Regions from separate parts of the Danio rerio genome. Here region 2 is linked to region 1. A link is a contact called in public Micro-C data. All regions are on one chromosome and are shown on one strand. Each heading gives the region's core, a stretch centred on a gene start, on an enhancer-like site or on the middle of the called end of the contact. The rest is flanking DNA. Distances are from core to core; before and after follow the strand shown.

Region 1 (6,878 bases), core at 3,917-6,416:
CTATTTATTGTATTTATATTCTAGCATTCTACAGTTTTATTTCTGATGCGCTTTGTTCATCTGTCCTTTATATTTAAGGTGATCTTAATTCACTTGAAGAGATGAAGTAGCCATTTTACATGGGAACAGGCTTTTTTTTTTTATTTTGCTCTTGAAATGGATAGGTTTTTATATGTAAATGAAGGTGCTTACCTTTAGCCACATGCTGTTTGTGTATTTGTATTTTCTTTTTTTCCCCCATTCTTATTGAAGTCGTGTCCAACTCAATGGTTTTAGTGGGGAATGTTTTTTGCTGCTAAGAACCGTTTTGCCACGTTTATTCCCTTTCATATTGCAGTTAAGAGAAACCCAGATGTATATAATGCACTACGGTTCTTGAAAAAAACATGGATTGTATGATTTTCCAATTCGTTATCTATAAACAATGTTGAATGTATCATTGTGCAAAAGATGCAAACAGTTGGGTTAAACTGTCTAAATTTAAACTACAGTTGTATTTGAATGCATTATTTTACAGATCAACAACCATCTGTCAGTGTAGATAGTAACATCATACAGATGTACTGATAGGGTCATTCACATCTACATTTGCCAAAGTGTTTTTGAGTTATAAGAATCAGCGGCTCAATCCAAGATACTTTCTTGGAAGTTTCTGGAAGTACAGAAGTTGTTCCCATAATTTCTTATGAATATTTTTTTTAGTCGTTGGTGATGTTTGCATACTATCCTACTGATGAGGCTCCCTTTTCTAATACACAAATTCAAAACTTCACACTTGTAATCACTGCTCGAATGTTTCTGTATGATGCATTTAAAGTCATTTGGATTCAACCAATAAGAAATCTTCTATCTGGAAGTTAATTTGGGAAGACAGCCAATCAATTTGTTTTGTATGTAAAGCTGCAGTCACACTGGGCTTTTCCTCCCAAAAACTTAAAGCCTGGAGACCTAAAAATGGGAGGGGTTACCCCACAAGTTGTTTGGGTGACCTCCAAGTGGGAGGGATTTATGCCACAAGTAGGTTGGATTTAGGTGGTGTAGACATTAATAAAACACATCAGGCTACTGTGAGGTTGGGTTTAGGGTTGGGGTAGGTCTAAACCAGGGATCACCAAACTTGTTCTTGGAGGTCCGGTGTCCTGCAGATTTTAGCTCCAACCCTAATCAAACACAGTTGAACAAGCTAATCAAGGTCTTAAGCTGTGGCTTTTCCTCCCATAGACTTCCATTCATACGCACGCAAATGAGTCAGACCGGAAACACAGGGTCATGCGTCAAGTTTCGCACATTGCTGCGGTGCAAAGTTCAAGCTTGGTGAACTCTAACCTTTGAATCGCATCACTTGACTGCATGGAGACCAATTGAGGATCAAAACATGACCTTTCTGGACAGAAATTTAAAACATGGAGCAGTCGCTCGCTTTTTAAAATGTCTAATCATCCTGTTTAATCCCACCCTTTTTCGCAGCACCACATGACAGAATAAATCGCAAACTCAAACTCTAATGTGACCGCAGCTTTACTAGGTATACCTGAAACACCCAGGCAGGTGTTGAGGCAAGTTGGAGCTAAACCCTGCAAGGCACCGGACTTCCAGGAACGAGACTGGTGACCCCTGATCTAGTAAGATCTTGATTAGCTGGTTCAGGTGTGTTTGATTAGGGTTGGAGCTAAACTTTTCAGGACACCAGTCCTCCAGGACCAAGCTTGGACATCCCTGGTCTAGACATTAATAAAACACAACAGGTTACTGTGAGGTTGAGTTTAGGTAGGTGTAGACATTCATAAAGCATAATTTGGCAAGACAAGTAGTTGCCTGATTAATTCCTTTAAAGTATATTTTAAGAGAAAAGGAAGAACCCCACAAGCACAGGACAAAGTAGTACTGAATCTTTGGATTTTAATGAATTCAAGTTCCTTTAACAGGTCAAAATACAGATCCTGCAAGTTCATGAAAACGTAAAAGCCAATTTAGACCCTAATCTTAAAAATGTAATCTCCATAAAAAGTAGAAAGTGTTTTATTTATACAGACAGTATGTACATCAGTTTAAAAGCAGCAGTCCATCTCTCACAATGGCTGAAATAAAAATAAAGTGCAGGTTTAGTGTCTGTTCCCTCACGAAAGACCTCAAGAGCTGGGCATCAAAGGAGCGGCCAGATCCTTCACCAGTGAGGACTTGAGCTGTGGAAGCAGACTGATCTTCATGAGTCTGCTGCTTGCGTATTTCTTCCTCACCGTCTGTACATACACATGATCATGAACAGAATATCCAGCAAATTAAAAAAAAATAAAAATAAATAAATAATAATAATAATAAGATGGTGCCTACCAGATGCTTTGAGAGCCCTTCATTGACCATAACCACATTTTTGGCAATAAGCTGCATGATGGGCTTAAGGTGAGCCTCATCATAGGTGGAGTAGTGTTGCTGAGTTGATGACTGAAAGAGGGGGAAAGAAAAAAAAAAAAAATTCAATAGTAAAGGGGCGAATAGCCATCTTTTATCCATGATGCTTTGCTTCAAATACAACTTCCATTAGACAGTCAATTAAGAGTCTAAATAAAACCAGGTAAGAGGTAGCATTTTCCACCATTCACTGGTCAAATAGTATAGGAAACTTTGTATTAAATTACATCCAGCAGATCATTATGCTGAAAAATAATAATAATTTTGCTGCAGAAAGACAAAAAAAAATGAGAATGCTTTAGGCATAATGACACTATGGCCATGACAAAATGCCAAGTGTAACATTAAATTTTCATAAAAACCTTAAAGCTCAAAGCCAAACATGCCTTGCTTAGCTTTCACTTATTTGTAGAGCAAACTTAAAGTATGAAATGGTTTAATTTCAAGTTTACAACTGAAACTCACAGTTCATAAAGAAAGTCATGTGCAGGAAAAAATAAATAAACATTTACCCATTTCTGTCCATCAAGCACTAGTTGAGAGAGGCAGAGAGCAGCAGCTGCAGTCTCAGATGGGTTGTAGTGGACCATGTCATAGTCAAGTAGTGTCAGTTCAAGAAAATATTTAGCAAGTGTGTGCTTCTCCGCATCCGCCTTGAAATCAGATGGAAAAAAGGCAAGCGTTATCTTCTGAAGATCACACAAATTCCATCAGGGATCACAAAAATCAGCACTTACATTCCCAGCCTTTGAAGCTCTCCGTAAGAAGTGCAGAGGCAGAGGACGGCCAAGCTTAAAGTTCAGCCCGCTGAGCATTAGCATCTCCATCTCACGGATCTGAGCTTTTGTGAAGGCATCATCAGCGATGTAGGCGAAGTCCCCAACCATTGGCACATACATTTCTTCATATTTACAAGCAATCAACATGGCAGTGACACCCACCAGCTGAAGTTTTCTACGGGTCACAGGCTGAACCTAGGGATGAGAACAAATAGGGGGCTATAACAGCTTCCACCTAAAATTCGTATTTCTGGCCATTAGGTGGCTAGAGAATTAGCAGAATGTTGAATTCAAAATACAAATTGCTGCAAAGTAAATTAAAACTTATAACAGGATCACAGAGAAAAATTTAAACAAAAATAAACTGAAAAAAAAAGTGATGAAAAATAGTGTAGAATGAGCAATCGTTTACAACTGTGAGAATAATAATAATAAAAAGAAGTGACAAGATAAATTCTGGATGGATTTTAGCCTAGAAAACAAAATAGTTGACAGTTATCCAAGAATCATCATGCACAGTCACTTGGTTAAGGCCAACTAGGACTTAAACGGGTCTAAAAACTGCTGTAGGTGTGTTGATCTCCACCAAAGTGGAATGATTTAAGGAATGACTAGTCAATATATTTATGGATCCACAAACAGATGAGGTAAGGATGTGGTCAAGTTAGAGGAAGGGGAGGGTTGTTTTTAGATCAGATACACCTTCAGACGAAGAATATATGTTTTTATTATATCTTAAATTTCCCACTTAATTTATTCACATTTACCCCTACAGTCACAGTAATGTAAAAACAGTAGTTGTACAGAGTATTATTTTTGTTGTTTATTAAAACAAACCAACAAATTGTATTTTATTAACACCTTCACCACCCCTACAGTCATAGTACCATAAAAATATTAATTATTGTTATACTGCGTTACAAATATGCTATATTGAAGTGCTCATCAACTGTATCCATCTAGACTTTACTAGAGGGGGAAAAAAGGTTTAACCACAAAGCCAAATATAGCTTTAGCAAAACCTGATTCTTACCTGGAGGAAGCGATCAAGAATGGCAACAGTCATGTACAAGGTCTCCTGCAGCAGCTGAAATCTTGAGTGCACCTGAATCAGCCAGTCAACCAGGAGAGCCCGCATTCTCCCATTGATATCATATCCTTCCATATAACGGGGACGGACAGACTGCTGACCCTGCAACCAAAGCACAGCTGTAGAAAGCAAGAACTTTCACAAAATGTGCCACATAAATAAAAAGCCTCATGTACCTCAAGGCGCCTCAGATAGGAATAAATGTCCTTAACATATTCAGAGCACAACTGAGGCATGTCAGCATCTCCTTCGTCGATGTCGTCTACTGGAAAGAGGCTGTTGGAAAAGGCTTGACACAGTTCCTCTTCCTTCATGCTCACATCAGCTTGAGCAGGAGGCACAGTAGCGGCAGGCTTTGGGGCCTCGTGCTGGACCTGGGCACTTTTGGGGTGCACGACAGCTGACCGGCCAGTGGGTTTTACACTTTGCATAGGTACAACCTTCTGTAAAAAGGAAACAAAGGAGTGTGGCAGCACGTTGTTGTTTACGTTCATAAGCTGCTTGGTGCCAAATAAAAGACACGAACCTTTGTCTGAACTGGTTTGTGGGAAAGATTAGACAGTTCGCCAAACACTGGTCTTCTCACTGCACCGCTTACTGGTCCACCTTTGGCACCGACGTAAATGGGATTGCTTGCATTGCGCTGTGTTAAAAACATATATACTTAAAACAAGAAGTTTACATACAAGCCATTTCAATACAAACATTAGCATGCTAGGATAACAACAGTAACGCTGTTTGGATGCTACACATCGAAGAGGTTACGCGCAAACGCTCTTTTCTTCTCCAAATACTCACCAGAGCGTGCATTTCCATGATGAATATTCTTTTTGGTGATGCCTCGGTTAAATTAAATAAAAAAATTTAAAATGCCGTTTAGCTTTGTTTGGCGTTTCTCGTCCAACTCAACTAATAACAAGCCGTGCGTATACAGTACAAAGGCCTGCTGGTGATTCAAATACCGCTCTGCGTTCTCTGATTGGTCACTGGCTCGGGAAATACTAGAGTTCGATTGGATGAAAAGAGAGGCGGCGCTTATCAATCATCCCTCATCTCCGGTTTCACATGTAGCTCTGTCTGTAATAAACGTCATTTATTCATCCGAGAACGATTGAAGTTGTAACTGCAAGTAGGCTAGGGATCATAGACTGTAAAAAAAATAGGGATAAAGTATAATATGATGTTGACACTGTTCCAAAAACCATTGCTATCTAAAGACAGGACATATAAAAAAAATCAATGTTCTCATCATCAGAGAAAGTTGGAAGGCTTGCGTATGAATACCCCAAGACCTAAAAATGATTGTAAAATAATTGTTAAACACAAACCTCATTCTTATACCACATGTGAAATATTTTAATTGGCAAAAGAATTGTGAATAAAATAAGCCTGCAACAACGCCTCTTTATTCTGTGAATCACAAATAATTTGAAAAGTTACAGAGTATAAATATTATTTAATAAAAAAAAAAACAAAGTTGACCGTGACATTGACTTAAATTTTAGGGGAAAATTGCCATCTGGTGATCAAAAAAAAAAAAAAAAAAAAAAAAAGTATATTCTTTCTGTTCGCCTCAAAAAAATATGGGTTGGAGCCAAGGTAGAGTTCAAAGTAATCATAGATTTATACATTTGTTTGTTTGTTGATTTAAGTTTGGGACAAATTAAAACTTTTAACTGCCTTTTAAGGCAAGTGACTTTAAAAAAGTTAAAATACAAATTAAGGAAATTAATTAAGGAATTAAGGAAACAGTGTGCTGTAAAAGAAAAGTACTTGCTGAGTACATGCTGCCTTAATCTGCTGAAGTGCACACTTTAGAACGAGATTTTGGTAAACAGTTTTCACTAGTGTAAAATCTAAAATAAATAATATCAAAGAAAACAAATACAAAAAGGACTAAAATAGATTAACAATTCATGAAGTAAATCAAATAATCAATAAATCAACACCATATCTTTAAATGTGTGTAATTTAACATTAAACATTACAAGAATTTAAATATAAAATATTCCAAAAAAATATATTCCAAACTATGTTTTATACATTTTATAATGTCATTTTTTAAAGGTATAAACAAGGCGCCTTGTACAAGGATGGCCATATGTAGGAAAACCCTCGGTTTAGATTGTGGGCTGATAGCCTACATAAAATTAACACATAAATTACTATATTTGTAATGGATTTGTCACTTTTAACTTCTGAAAACTATAAAAAAAAATGAAAATATTGATTTAAACATACGGTTGTTGTTATTATGGTCAGTTATTTATATCCTTGTTTACAAATAAGCTACACTTCATTGAAAATGTGTTGCACACATAGATATCACCTTTTTGGAAAGGACGATGCTGTATAACTGCAGGTAAACTACTGTCCACCCTATACACTAAAAACTTTTCTTATTTAGACTGTAATGTCATAAAGTGCACTTTTTGTAAAGCGGCTTTGGAAGGATAATTATTTTGAAAGGTATCATTAATTGTTTTTTGTACGTATTATTAAATATTGCTTTACAAATAAACTTGAATTGTTTTCATGCAAACATTTACATTGTTTATATATAAATAACAAAGCAACACAAATCAACAAACAAGCTGATA
Region 2 (6,608 bases), core at 1,729-4,228, 340 kb before region 1:
CTCTTTTGTAAAAAAAAAAAGTAGATTTTGAAAGTTCATGAATAACAAAAATAGCCTAATTAGTATTAAAATAACTTTAATATGGGTCGCTTTTGGTGCTTTAAACCTTTATATGTTTCTTTTGTTTTCTTTCAAGAATAAGGTCCAAGATTCAAAATAAAAGTCACTTGTGGTGAAAGATGACTTCACTTACGTCAGATTCTGTTTTTTTTTTTTTTTTTTTTTTTTTTTGTTTTTTGCATTTATGGGAAGCCTTCTTTGATGCCTTTACAATTTATTACCGCATAGCAGTCAAAATAAGACAAATGAGCTCATGGTTGGGACAAATTCAGGACCTTTTATCAGTGGGGGTGGGTCTTTCAAACCACCCGAACTCTCCCTGGCTATGGGTCTGATAGAACACTAAATCTGCACCAAATAGATTTGTATCTAATAATAATAATAATAATATGTTTTTAATATTAATAATCAGTTGCTAACAAGCAATGATTACTCAAAGTAAAATAGTAACTATTAGTCTTTTAAACATTGACAATACATGTCTGAAAACAGTGAAGTAGAATATCAAAGGTATCATTTAAAGTTTGCATATTGCACCCTGAAACAAACTCTTTTCATGGTGAAACAAGGATTAAACAAATACTAAATAGTCATTTCAATACATGGAAAAGCTTCTAACCTGTTAATACGGTAGGGATGTCTGTAAAACAGTTCTTGTCCAGGTTTATGAAGACCAGAGACGGAAGGTGATTAATATCTTCTGGAAGGTCTTGAAGTTTATTATCAGCCAAGTTTAACCACTGCAAATTGCTGAGGGATCCAAATTGTGATGGTAGATTTGTAATTATATTATTATGGACCCCAAGTTTTTGTAACTTACTGAGTTTTCCAATAGATGATGGTAAGGAGATGAGACCACAGCCTACAGCCCAGAGCTCTCTCAGTTCTGTCAGATCGCCCAGCGCCTCTGGGAGAACTGACAGTGGGTTGTGGTTTATACCAAGATAAGTCAGGTGCTTCAGTGAGCCTATGTTGCTGGGAAGCATGGTCAGCTGGTTTCCGTCCAGTATCAGTTCTTCAAGCTTTTCCAGGTGCAGAATCTTACAGGGGCAGCAAATAGTGTTTTACACATTAATTCTGCTTACTGTACATTATAATATAACTTTAGATATTATCACATGCAGTGCTTGGTTGAATTACAAATTTAGGTTCTGCGCTACAAATTACATGACAAAACATTTTATGAATGACATGATTTTAGGTAATGTATTTTGACTGCTTTTAGAGTACCTTTGATCTAATATGACATTGATTATCATGGGATTATCATAATAAAAAAGAGATATATCATGAAATCATAACATGAAATTATGAAATGCATTAAACATTACATTGTCTGGTTCCCAAACTGAAGAAATACACAGGGAGCTATCATAAATCATGTATAAGCTACATTTAAAATTAAAGCATTATTTTAAAAAATACTTGAACACCCTTTAATAAATGTTATTTGTCGTCCTAGATGTCAGTGTGATATCTACATAAATTAAATAAACATTAATTGATATAACATGTTAGAACTTGATAAATTGAAATATGAACTCTATTTATAATACATACATTGGCTGTGTTTAGTAGTTTGCATAATTATAGTACACAGTATTTGATTGAGAGGTGTTTTGTCCCCAAATTCAGAAGCATGGATTGTAAATAAATTAACACTCATGGCCATTCTATATTGTGAATATTCAAAGCTAAACGATGTGACGTCCATTTTTTAACCTCCTAGGTCTTGAGTGGCCACATACGTGGACAGCACATTTTAGCTCTAAAGTAGCTATTTAAAATACTTTGAATGTTTTATATTTTGTTACAGACATACAGTGTCATCCTGCAACTGCAGCATATGAAATGTCCCAGACACTATTTTTAATTGTACAAAATGGGGAAAAAATATTTTTACTGTCTGATAGTCAAAGCAAGTAAAAAAAATGTTATCTATGCATTAAAAAAAATCAGGAAAAAGTGTTTTATGTAAATTCAGACCACGAGTCCACATAAATTATATGCACATAATTTTTCTCTAACAGTACACCATTTTTAAAAGATGATAGATGATTTTTATTCTAATTAGGTTCCAATAAGCATAATAGCAAAGAGAAATTAAAAAATGCATGTAAATAAGCACCTTGGGCCTTAAGAGGATAAAGTAAAACATTGAGGGTAAATAATAATTAAAGATAATTAAAATGGTTGAAAAAGTGTAAATAGTTTGTTATGCAAAGTAAGTGTAGTAGTGAACATTTAAAAACGTACTATAAATAATTATAAACACAATTTTTATGTGGTTAATAATTCTGTTTACTGCAACCCAGCACTGAATAAAGTGAAGTGTGCTACGAATTCACATTGCAAATAGCAATGTTACCTTGTAATACAAGTAAATTTGTTGAGTACCTCGTCTGGTGGCAAAATGAGCTGGTTATTGTTCAGAAACAGTTTTTTCAAGGTAACGAGTCTCGAAACTCCAGGTGGCAAAACAACGAGACCCCGGTGACTCATGTTCAGACTCTCCTGTTGTTTGTTAAGACACTCTAGTACCATATCATATCCGTCCATTGTATTTTACTTCACGTGGACACGCAATATTTCCGAAAACCTGTAGGATAAATATAAAAGCGAAACACGTCGTCATAGTAACAGACAACTTCCGGCATAGCACATTGTCCTCCGAGTGGGTCTTAGGTGGGACAATGAAAAAAGGGTAGTTATGTAAATAAAAATAAATAGCTGGAATATATAATGCTTAAAAAGGATGACCGGTCCATGCTTTTTATTTTGTATGTACGCTTGCAGAGCGTACTTACTCCTGGTTGTTATTCCCTGACTGCACAAGGCGCAGTTTTGATGTTCTTGAATGAGCCGCTGATAAACAGGAAGAAGTGGGATGGCCAAAGTCTAGTGTGTGTAAGTGAAAGCGCGCATGATCCATGCAAGGGCCAGGCAGGCACTATAAGAACTCATTGAATAGTCGTTTGCAGTAGTTCTGTTTTCTGTGCGTATATAAGAAAATACAATGGACAAAGACAACCTTTCCGTGGTCTTGCACGCAAAAGGAGATCTGAGATTGGTATGACACCTCAAGAGTTTAGCTGATTTTGCATGTCTGAATGCACTTTTAGTTAATAATTGCAGATTTTCTGTATTTTTTTGTATAGGAACAGCGTCCGATTCCGGAGCCAGGACCAAATGGTATTTATGTCACAAAGAAATATTACCGAATGCATTGCAATAAAAGGAATACTTCAGTATATTTATTATTGTTATTGCAGACGTGTTGCTTCAGATGCACTCTGTGGGCATATGTGGATCAGACGTGCACTATTGGCAAAACGGCCGCATTGGAGACTTTGTGGTCAAACAGCCCATGATTCTAGGACATGAAGCCTCTGGTCGAGTGGTGAAGGTCGGCTCTGCTGTCACACACCTTAAACCAGGTTCGTTTTTGGCTTAGTTTGCAGCATTATAACAGTTAGTCAACCCACATAAGAAAAAAACTACATCTGTAGTAGTGTATAGTAAATACTAGTGTGTTTGAACCAAACTAAAGTGTGTTGTACTGTATATAGTATATCTTTTTTCTTTTTTACATCATTTTGATAATGAATGCTACAGCACAGTCAATTTATTATTTATTTATTTTTTGCTGCTTGGTCAAACTACTGTGCTGAAACAACGCAATACTCAAGTTTTTAGGTGGACAACTTAATTGTTTTACGTTAATTTCACTTAAATTTGTCAAAACAATTAAGTAATCTAATCAGTTTGTGTTGGGACAACGTGAAGGAATTGTGTGGAACCCTGCAGCTACAGTGTACTGTAGTTTTACTTATAGTGAATAAATACTGTAAAATCCTTTAGTTTTTATCACTACAAATGTTGTATTGCCATTTCAACTATAGATTTACCACACCAGATTAATTCAAGTACTTTACTATAGTATTGTTCAAAAACATAATAGTACTTAGTATACATGATGACTATAGTATTTTTCATGTGAGGAACTAGTATTGCGGCTATTTTTTGCGCCCAGGGGACAGAGTTGCAGTTGAGCCTGGAGTTCCTCGTGAAGTAGATGAGTTTGTCAAATCTGGACACTACAATCTTTCCCCCAGCATATTCTTCTGTGCCACTCCTCCAGATGACGGAAACCTGTGCAGATACTACAAACACAGCGCCAGCTTCTGCTACAAGTCAGATCACCATAGCTGGATAAATGATACAGCTTAGTTTTGAATCGTATGTGTAATAATTCTAAAGCTATGTGCACGCAGGCTTCCTGATAATGTTACTTATGAAGAAGGAGCCCTGATTGAGCCCCTGTCAGTGGGCATTCATGCCTGCAGGAGGGCAGGAGTCACTCTGGGAAGCTCGGTGTTTGTCTGTGGTGCAGGTCAGCCAGCTCTAATCATTGCACGTATTTATGCAACCGTTACACATTAACTTGTTAATCAGTGTAATGACCTCTGACTTCTTGTCCACTGACCTATGCTTGATGCTAATCTTGTATCACTGAAAGCATGTGTCGTTATTATCAAATACTGTCTCTGGAACGTGACAGATAAAATGTTTAAGCAGTCTGTGGAAACAAAAAGGGTGTTTGTTTTCATCAACACAGGACCCATTGGACTAGTGTCTCTGTTGGCAGCCAAAGCCATGGGTGCTTCACAAGTAATCATAAGTGGTAATGTTTATATTCAGGACATATAAAAGGGAACTATATTGAGATAGACTGCACATCTATACAACATATGATCTTTATGTTTCTATTTGTAGACTTGTCCTCTGATCGGCTTGCCAAGGCAAAAGAGATTGGAGCAGACTTCCTGCTTCCTGTGAAGAAAGAGGATTCACCACAGGACTTGGCTAAAAGAGTGGAGGGAATGCTGGGATGCATGCCTCAAATCTGCATAGAGTGCACCGGAGTGCAGAGCAGCATTCAGACAGCCATCTATGTTGGTTTATTTACTTTATGAAATCATACTGGCTTCACTGTACCTTGATGTCTGGATATTTTTATGTGTCACTGATGGTGTTTGTGTGTAGGCTACTCGTTCTGGAGGAGTGGTGGTGTCGGTTGGTCTTGGTGCTGAGATGGCCACTGTACCGCTTCTCAACGCTGCAGTCAGAGAAGTTGACATCAGAGGTGTATTTCGCTACTGTAACACGTGAGTAGAATTACTGTCAACATCAGTTTATTACAATATGTATATTTCAAAATAAGATTTCACTCTCTTGCACACTTTTACTCATGATACCTCATTGTTGCTGCAGCTGGCCGGTGGCCATTTCTATGTTGGCGTCTAAGAAGGTGAACGTCAAGCCCCTGGTCACCCACCGATTCCCACTGGAACACGCTGTACAGGCTTTCGAGACCACTCGGCAGGGGCTTGGGGTTAAAGTCATGTTAAAATGTGACAAGAACGACCAGAACCCATGAGTCCCACTCCTGTTTATTGCTAGCTACAGTCACTTGAATAAATTGGATTAATCCAACTAATTTTGAAGGCGACCTCACTGTGTTGTCTCAGGTACAACAGTCACTGGCTCACTTTACAATGATTGTACTGTAATTATAATTATGTATAATAATAATAATGTAATTTATGTAACATTGTCAGACTGCAGTTTCTTAATAAAAGATTCATCAGGCTTAAGCTGCGACAGAATGCTTCTTTTGACACATGGATTGAACAGCACTTGACCTGAACCTAACTAGAAGTCTTTAAGAAGTGCTGGAGTTGATTTTGTAAACCGGTTCTCTTCAGGTTTGGTCTGCTCCTAATATCATTTCAAGATCTCTGCCAAAAATGAATGATTAAAATAAACTCTTGATGGAAATTAACTGACACTCCATAAGGTTGTCAAACCAATGCAATTACAAATGTTTACCTTAATCAAAATTAGGTAGTCACAGTTGACTTAAACACATTGAATGATTGTTGGCCAGGTAGTGTATAATTATGGAAGAAAGCTATTGAAGAATAAAGGCTGACAGGCTTATCTGCAGACTGCAGCAAAACGTGCCAAACAGACAAAAATAACAGCGGGACAAACAAGCATACAGTGCTCAGCATATATAAGTACACCCCTCACAAATCTCTCTTTTAAATTTATATTTTAATAGGAAGCTATGCAATATTATATTTGTGCATAAACATTAGATTACTCGGTACTGAAACCAAATCTGGAGCTCTAACAAACATCTAACAAATTAACTTACAATATCGGTCCAAAAACTAGTAAACCCAAATTTATGTTATAGAAAAATATTAAATACAAATTTAAAATATTGTTTTTGCAATATTGTATTTTGCTTGAATTTAGTTGTATTATCTTTCAATTTCTAAACATGTTTGGTGCCTAAAATATTATTTTAATAAATATATCTGTTTAATAAACCTGTTTTGTTTAAATGCACCAAAATACATTGGCCATGTTCACAGAGAAATGGAAAAAAATATGCATTTTAAAATGGGCTGTACCAACTATGCTAAGCACTGTTTATAGATGTTTGAAAGATGATTGAAAGTAGCTGGATGAGACTG

What was found. A called contact is a pair of places that touch in the nucleus more often than the background predicts.
Region 2: a Micro-C map of caudal fin shows a contact between it and region 1, with 3 times the contacts expected there. The contact joins the promoter of sord here to the promoter of ccnb2 in region 1. A contact is called at or near these places in 4 of 18 Hi-C or Micro-C datasets (caudal fin, embryo, fibroblasts and 1 more) and 1 of 4 datasets of contacts at active chromatin or transcription factors (embryo).

What each region holds. Positions count from the first base shown.
Region 1 is chr7:30,591,022-30,597,899 of GRCz12tu, reverse strand. ccnb2 (cyclin B2) reads right to left here and starts at 5,166. Exons shown (of 8, transcript NM_199430.1): 1 at 5,077-5,166; 2 at 4,805-4,921; 3 at 4,455-4,721; 4 at 4,222-4,380; 5 at 3,147-3,383; 6 at 2,922-3,062; 7 at 2,332-2,442; 8 at 1,883-2,240. The coding sequence starts at 5,094. The coding sequence ends at 2,130. It overlaps myo1ea (myosin IEa), which reads left to right. Exons shown (of 28, transcript XM_677757.11): 28 at 1-772.
Region 2 is chr7:30,924,663-30,931,270 of GRCz12tu, reverse strand. It overlaps sord (sorbitol dehydrogenase), which reads left to right and starts at 2,978. Exons shown (of 9, transcript NM_001172419.2): 1 at 2,978-3,130; 2 at 3,219-3,252; 3 at 3,333-3,497; 4 at 4,094-4,253; 5 at 4,335-4,453; 6 at 4,679-4,744; 7 at 4,837-5,015; 8 at 5,107-5,228; 9 at 5,335-5,717. The coding sequence starts at 3,077. The coding sequence ends at 5,500. The region is part of intron 8 of apba2b (amyloid beta (A4) precursor protein-binding, family A, member 2b); the gene reads right to left. si:dkey-1h4.4 reads right to left here and starts at 2,712. Exons shown (of 4, transcript XM_021477858.3): 1 at 2,458-2,712; 2 at 680-1,100. The coding sequence starts at 2,619.